Linked DNA regions of Gossypium hirsutum: region 1 is linked to region 2. The links are chromatin contacts, called in public Hi-C maps. All regions are on one chromosome and are shown on one strand. Each heading gives the region's core, a stretch centred on a gene start, on an enhancer-like site or on the middle of the called end of the contact. The rest is flanking DNA. Distances are from core to core; before and after follow the strand shown.

Region 1 (3,644 bases), core at 505-3,004, 160 kb before region 2:
AGAGAGGGACCTGGATTTGGCAGAGCTTGGTGCCATTGAAGTGGGAAAGAGAGGAAGAGAGGAGGGAGATGGGAGGCTGCTTTGTTGGCTGCAACACCACCAGCTTTGACATGGCTTTTTTGCCTTTTGCTTTGCTTTGAGTTAGTAACTGAAATTTGAAACAGGTGTTGTAGCACTTTGTTTTTATGGCCCTCACCAAGTGTATAACAAGTGATGAGGATAAGCCAACAACGTCCTACCACACCATACCTTGGTTATATCCACAGCCTCTCATTCTATTGGACCATGTATCACCACTGTTTTAATGCAAATATAATTAATTAATTAAAATTTTACTTTTAATTTTAATAAAAATCAATAATATATTTTAAAACAATTATAAAACTAGTTAAATATTTTTGTCTTTATTTTTTATTTTTTATCAGTTCTTAATTACTCGCTCAAAAATTTATGTGCTATTTCCATTCTGATCTAACCTGCTAAAAAATTTATTTTATTATTTTATTTTTTAAAGGACCTTTTTTCTAGCAATATATTCTTTTAAAAGACTAGTAATTAAGTGTTAGTGCATAATTATTATTTTTTTATATTTAAAAGAAAATTAAAATTCAGGATCCTAAATTTGTACTAAATATTAGTTGAATCCATCACACCCAATATTTTATAAGTGGGTTGAGTTTTAGTTTAATAAATAAGTATATTTTTATCAATACATAACAACGTAAATGAAAGTGCGCTGAAGCATATTATCTTCCTATTTATAAATTGAAAAGAGATTATGGATAGTTCCAGGTATTATATAAAGGAAAATAGATATAATCATATCCTATAATGAGATTATTCAAAAAAAAATATATCTAATTTTACATGGATTATCCATGTCGTCCATGTTAGAGTATTCAAGGGCTGAATCGTGTTTGAGTTATTTATTTTATATTAGTTTAGAAAATATATAATTATTAATTTATAATACTTTTATTATTATATGTTTTTTCTTTTGTTAACATTTTAAATATAAACATATATTTTAAATATTTAAATTTACCTATTATATAAATTACAAGGCAAACAAATATATTATAAATTTCAAAATGAGTCAAATTATCTCGCACACAATCCTTAAATAATAGAGCTTGAACTTAATTTATATTTAAAACGGTTTTAATTTTTTTTTAATTATTTTTCAAATCTAAAGTAATTTTGTTGTTGCTTAATATGTCATTAGGTATTCAAGTTTGACATGTTTTTTTAATATGGTATCTATGTTTTTTTATTATTATTCAATTTTGTATTTATATTTGACAAATGTTATAGATTTTGGCATCCAAAGGTTATAATGTTAATTTTTAGTATTTAATTCAAGTTTTAGGTTTGATTTAATGAAAATTAGTTGTTAATATTATTAAATTTGAATTTTTCATGATTTTATTAATAGAATAAATTTAGCGTTAATTGTAATTTGTTTTATTTTGTATTTAATTTGTTAAATATAATCCAATGGATATGATTTAATTCGGATTTTGGGTTGATTCAGTAAATTTTCATAATTAGCTATATTAGCTAATTATGAAAATTTACCGAATCAACCCAAAATCCGAGTTGAACATTAAAAAACTAACACTTTCACATTCATATACTAAAATGTATAATTTTTATCAAATATAAGTATTACATTAGACAAAAAATTAAGACAAATATTATCTTAAAAAAATATTAAATTCAGGTACCAAATTATGTATTAAGCCTTTTGTCATTTATTTTTGCAGGGTTTGGGTGGTAAATAACAGACCTGAAAATCTAGAAGGGTAAATATCCCTTGTTTCAGCTGGATCTATAAAGAAAAGAAAACCAAAAACAGATCCAAGAAAAAGTTTTCCCGTCTGCACAAAAAAAATTTCTCTCTCGTCTTTAGGGAGGGAAAAGAAAGTCAATATTTTTTACTAAATCCCTGTAAATTCGCCAAAAAGACTTAAAAATCCATAATTCGTTGTCTTCCCGTAATGGATTTTAGTCAGGTGAGTTGATCCCTCTCTCTGTTTCTCCTTCCCTTCAGTTTCCTTTTGCTGGTTTATCAAATTTGTAACTATTTGTTCTACGTATTGGACTGTTTGACTGGTAGATCTGAGTTTTTTGTGAGAGATTTCGATTTTGAACGGTACCCTTTTGATTGGTTTTTGATAAAACAGATGAAAACTAACCATTTCTAAACACAATTTCAATAGTCAACTCTGGGTTATTCAAATTAGATCCCAAGATCCAACTTTAGCCGGTAAAGATTTCAACTTTATGTTTTCCTCAATGTTTTGGTTGAAGAAAGATGATGAAATTGAACAAAATAGAGTTCCCATTTGCTTATATGGCCATTGTATACTTGTTCGGAACATGAAAATTAGATAGAAATGTTACTAATTTCAGATCCAGCTGTTTATTTTGTACTTGGGGTACTGGTTTGATTGCTTATATATTGATTTTAAATGTTTTTGTTCTTGTGCAGCCTCCTGTTGAAAATTATGCCAACCCCAAGACTTGTTTCTTTCATGTTCTCTTCAAGGTGAATTGTTTTTTCTGCATCTAATTATCTTTGTTCCGACGAATCTGATTTGTTCGCCTTTGTTCTGTGTTGATGTCTTCCCTTCTTGTTCCTTGCAGGCTGCAGCATTGGCTTTTTACATCCTTTCAGCTCTCTTTTTCAACAGCTTTGTGATCATATTTGTGGTGACTGTTCTTCTTTCCGCCCTTGATTTTTGGGTGGTTAAGAATGTTAGTGGGCGCATATTAGTCGGTTTGAGGTGGTGGAATGAAATTAACGATCTCGGCGAGAGTGTATGGAGATTTGAATGTCTTGACCAAGAGGTGAATGCTTTGTTTAATCGAACCATACATTTACTTTTGGATATAACATTACCAAGTCTCTCAATTGTTTGTTTTTGCTTGTTTGCTTTAGTCGTTGGCTCGGATGAACAAGAAAGATTCATGGCTATTTTGGTGGACCCTTTACCTTTCAGTAAGTTTGTCCTGTGGCTTACTATGTATTGAGAGGTATAATTGTGTCCTGAATGATCGAATTCATTAATTCGTTATTTAATTTTTCAGGCGGTTGCGTGGATTGTGCTTGGAATATTCTCTCTCATAAGGTTTCAAGCTGATTATCTCCTTGTCATTGGAGTTTGTTTGACTCTCAACATTGCCAATATCGTCGGCTTCACCAAATGTCGCAAAGGTTGGTTTATTTATTATAATCACAATACTTCTTTGAATGCGCCACTGTGTAATTTTTAGCCTTAGCCTACCTATTCATTCAAGAATTCTTTTATGCAACTTCTTTACCAAATTAGTTCGGTATGGCATCATATTGATACAAGGAAATGGCATGCTGATTGTTAGCTTAATTATGATTTATGACTTGGTCTAGATTTTTCGAGCGGAAATCTTATTGTATTTGATGGAAGATAGGTTTGTGATACATGCGAAAGAGATTTTCGATTAAGTTGATAACTAGATTTCTAGATCGCTTGTATTGGCTTCTAGTTTAGATACCAAGATGACTTTTCACATGGATAATACAATATTTTTCACATGGATACTACGATGATCACAATATCTTAAAAGAGAAGAATAACATATACCACTTTTTATCGGTCATT
Region 2 (3,875 bases), core at 517-3,016:
TGCGCCTGGAAACCTCAAACCTGAATAAATCTGGACATGGTGGGAGCTGAACCTGGAATCTCAAGATTCTCAAAGTCTCCTTCTTGCCATTAGCCGCCTATGTAGGGATTAATCTTCCTTGATTTATCTAGGCTGAAGCTATCAGAAAAATTCTCGGCCAAGATTCAAGTAGGAAGAAACGAGAAGATAAGATAAAAAAGAGGCAAGAAGAAATGGCACAGGTAAAGATCACACATGATATCTTCTTTCTATTCAAACCATATCTTCCATCATACCTTCTTTCTATTCGAACCATATCTTCCATCTCCATATATCTTTATCTTTTTGTGCAGGAAAAAGCTACAAATTCTATGATACTTGCATCAGACACCGTAAGATGGCTTATGGGGCCTTCAGGAACAGTTGTAACATTCCCCAATGAGGTTGGTTTACCAAGTATATTCGATCCTAAGCCTTGCGGTTACCCTCCACCTCGAGAGAAATGTGCGGTTCCATCTTGTACGAATCCATACAAGTACCGAGATTCAAAATCAAAGCTTCCCCTTTGCAGCCTTCAATGCTACAAGACAATGCATGAAAAGATGTCTGCCCTTACTGCCTGTTAGTGAAATGCACTACCAAAACATCATTTCTGTGTGTATATAAGTTGTGTAAGGGATAGTTTATTTATGATACAATGCTAATATATGGAGTATAGGAGAGAGGGTTAGGTTACATACAATTCAATAAGGACTTGAATGTCCCATTTGTACACTACAGTATAGTGTTGTGATATTTGTATGAACCCATTTTGTTGAATATGATATAGTTGAGATTGAGAGAGCTGAGATAAATTGTTCTAAAAATAATGTATGTTAACGGGTTTCATGTTTATCTATTTACAATGAATGTCCTTACAAGGTTATCCTTTATCCCTGTAAGAAACATGAATTTCTAATTATTAATACTTTTATCCCAATCATAAACATGACTTTCTAATCATGGATATGGTTGAATTCCTATATGCCATTGGTAAGACATATTACTTTTCCAAGAGAAAATATGAGTTTAAATTTTGGAGACAACGTTGTTACAAGTAGTCACAAACTTCAGAAAGATGGATATAGAGAATACTAAAACAAAAAATAATATGTTGCGATTTCGCTCAATGTTTTTATTTTTCTATTTTCCTTTCTTCTCTTAAGTTTTATTTACTACTCTTAATTATTGTTTTTTTTAATAAAATATTGAACTGAAACTCAAAATGATCCATATTGCAAGTATTGTATCATATTGATTTCTTTTTTTTTATTCTCCATATCCATCTTACCATCCATTTGTACTTCAATGTTATTCATTAAAAAAAAAAAAAAGCAAAGACGAAAATGTTTTCCATTCCTTGAAACCAAATGAAACAAGGTAAATAAAATAAATACAAACAATAGCATTTTAAATTCACTTCTGGAATATTTTATTCTACTAGGTCAAATAATTATCCCATGCCTAAAACCCAAATTTTATAAAAAAATTAAAATTAATAAATTAAAATTTTGAGCAGATTCTTAATTTTTTTTATCAATTTTGAATAGTTTAATTTATATAATTAAATCCTCCTACATTCGATTTTCAGTTTAACTAATTAAATAATGGATTCAGTCCATAATTTACAATCATGACACACAGGAATATAGCAATACAAAGGATGGGTTTGTTTTTTATGGGCTTTATTTTAGGCCCCAAAGCTCCACGTCTATAAATCCACAAATAAAAGGACTTGAAGCTCAAATCGAAGTATTTTTTGTCAGCCTCGTCGACTCTGGTTCTGGAGTTTGCTCACTGAAAACTTAACAGAGCAAAGCAAATCCGCACTCTTCCAGAATCTTCCCTAGCCAACTTTTCCTCTAATCTTTTCGATGGCAAGCAAGCACAGCCGTGATCAAGCCATGGTATTTCACTTCTTCTTTTTGCTTTTAATGGGTTCTTTTTTCATTTTCATTTTCATTCAAAGGTTCAGTATGAAGCTCAAAAGATGGTACTTTTTTGCTCCCCAAAGATGTTTTCTATGATTTTTTACATTTATTGCTTTAGTTTGTTGAATTCATTATGGAAATTGAGCTTTGCTCGAGGACTGTTTAAGTTAATTAGATAGAAGAGTTGATTTGTATTCAAGCTTAAAGGTTTGACCTTTGGAATTTGGATTACTGAAATACTATTTCTTATTAGTTATCATCTGGGTTCTCTTTGTGTTCTTCTTCCTTTTAGGATTTCCAGGGCTTTTTAAATGACTTGCAGGACTGGGAACTTTCGCTCAAGGACAAAGGCAAAAACAAGAAAATGACATCTCAGGCTTCTGGTAAAGAACAATTGGTAACTTTTCAATCCTCACATTTTATTTAAGTATCGGACTAATGTGAAGGGATAAAGAAAGTTCTGATAATTTGATGTTGTGGAATCTTACATGGTCTCATTGTCACAGAATATCACTGAGAAAGGAAGGCCAACTGGGAAGAGGTCCCTGAATAGTTCTTCGTCAACTACCAGTTCCGAGCAATATGATTATTTGAAGAATTATGATAAATGGAGCAATTTGTCAACTAGCTTTGTGACTGAAGAGAATATGCCTGATGCTGCTTCTGAGAAAGAACTGGTGAGAAGTTCAGTTTTTATACATTTTCCTTTTGACCAATGTCTGAGCTATATTTGGCGTTGACTAGAGTAAAATGCTTTGAAATTTTTGCAGGGAAATGAATATTTTAAGCAAAAGAAATTTAAAGAAGCTATCGATTGCTACTCAAGAAGCATTGCCCTGTCTCCAACAGCTGTAGCTTATGCAAATAGGGCTATGGCTTATCTTAAGATCAGAAAGTATGCCTGACACTCTTTACATGATGTTCACTTATATTGGTAGCCTCCTGTAGTTCTATTGTTTTCTTTTAATGGCCAAATGTTTGTGATTGGCTTGCTGCATGAGTAATATATTTGATGAGGAAATAACATGAAAGTTATTTTTATTCTCTCTTTAGATTTCAAGAGGCTGAGGATGATTGTACGGAGGCCTTAAATCTTGATGATCGCTACATAAAAGCATACTCCCGTCGAGCAACGGCTAGAAAAGAACTTGGGAAACTTAAAGAATCCATTGAAGGTATGTTGAGTGCAAGTTCTCTCTTGGATTAACTCCTAAGCTGATTCATATCTACTGCTTCTATTTAAATTTGATAGATCTTATATGGTGGACGTAGTTGATTGCAGATGCCGAGTTTGGCCTGAGGTTAGAGCCTAATAGTCAAGACATGAAGAAACAGCATGCAGAGTTTAAAGCATTGTATGAGAAAGTAAGCAGTTTTTGTTGTTTCATCTTCTTCTATATACCTTCTGAATTTTAACTTTGAAATAGCTCAATGACCTAAAATTATCTAGAAAAAGTTGTGGTTGATCATAAAACTGGTTTAGAATCATGGATGTTAACCAGGCCATGACTGAGCTGAAGGCATGCAGCCTTCTCCTTTTCTTTTAGTTTTCTTAGCAAATTGATGGGGATGGTTATTGGAAGATTTTCTATATTGTTATTATTTCTTTGTTTCTCTAAGCAATCAATTGGTTTTTCTCATTGTAATTTTCATCAATCCCAGGAGATTCTGCAGAAGGCATCAGGGGTTATAAAAAAGTCTATGCAAGGACCTCAGGAAGTAGGGAAGTCTGCGACAATATATAATGGACTTGGGATGCATACTATGTCAGATAGTACACAAAGGAAAGGAATCGCTGCAGCTCAAGGGTCTCAAACTAAGGTACCAGCTTTTAGAACTTCTTTTTCCTTTTTTAACAGTTGGTATTTAAAAAAAAAAAATCAAGGATGTTTATATGTTGAGGATGAAATGGTTTTGGAGTTTCAC

What was found. A called contact is a pair of places that touch in the nucleus more often than the background predicts.
Region 1: a Hi-C map of leaf shows a contact between it and region 2, with 2.5 times the contacts expected there. The contact joins the promoter of LOC121209359 here to the promoter of LOC107886346 in region 2. A contact is called at or near these places in 7 of 34 Hi-C or Micro-C datasets (fibers, leaf and seedling).

Annotation. Positions count from the first base shown.
Region 1 is chrA11:113,589,924-113,593,567 of Gossypium_hirsutum_v2.1, reverse strand. It overlaps LOC121209359 (Golgi apparatus membrane protein-like protein ECHIDNA), which reads left to right and starts at 1,754. Exons shown (of 6, transcript XM_041079945.1): 1 at 1,754-2,015; 2 at 2,495-2,551; 3 at 2,650-2,853; 4 at 2,945-3,004; 5 at 3,094-3,220. The coding sequence starts at 2,001. LOC107886441 (chloroplast stem-loop binding protein of 41 kDa b, chloroplastic) reads right to left here and starts at 287. Exons shown (of 10, transcript XM_016810402.2): 1 at 11-287. The coding sequence starts at 112.
Region 2 is chrA11:113,432,678-113,436,552 of Gossypium_hirsutum_v2.1, reverse strand. It overlaps LOC107886346 (RNA polymerase II-associated protein 3), which reads left to right and starts at 1,766. Exons shown (of 13, transcript XR_005904479.1): 1 at 1,766-1,925; 2 at 2,242-2,346; 3 at 2,456-2,626; 4 at 2,720-2,844; 5 at 3,003-3,124; 6 at 3,232-3,314; 7 at 3,612-3,770. It overlaps LOC107886359, which reads left to right. Exons shown (of 7, transcript XM_041079932.1): 6 at 132-221; 7 at 333-845. The coding sequence ends at 605.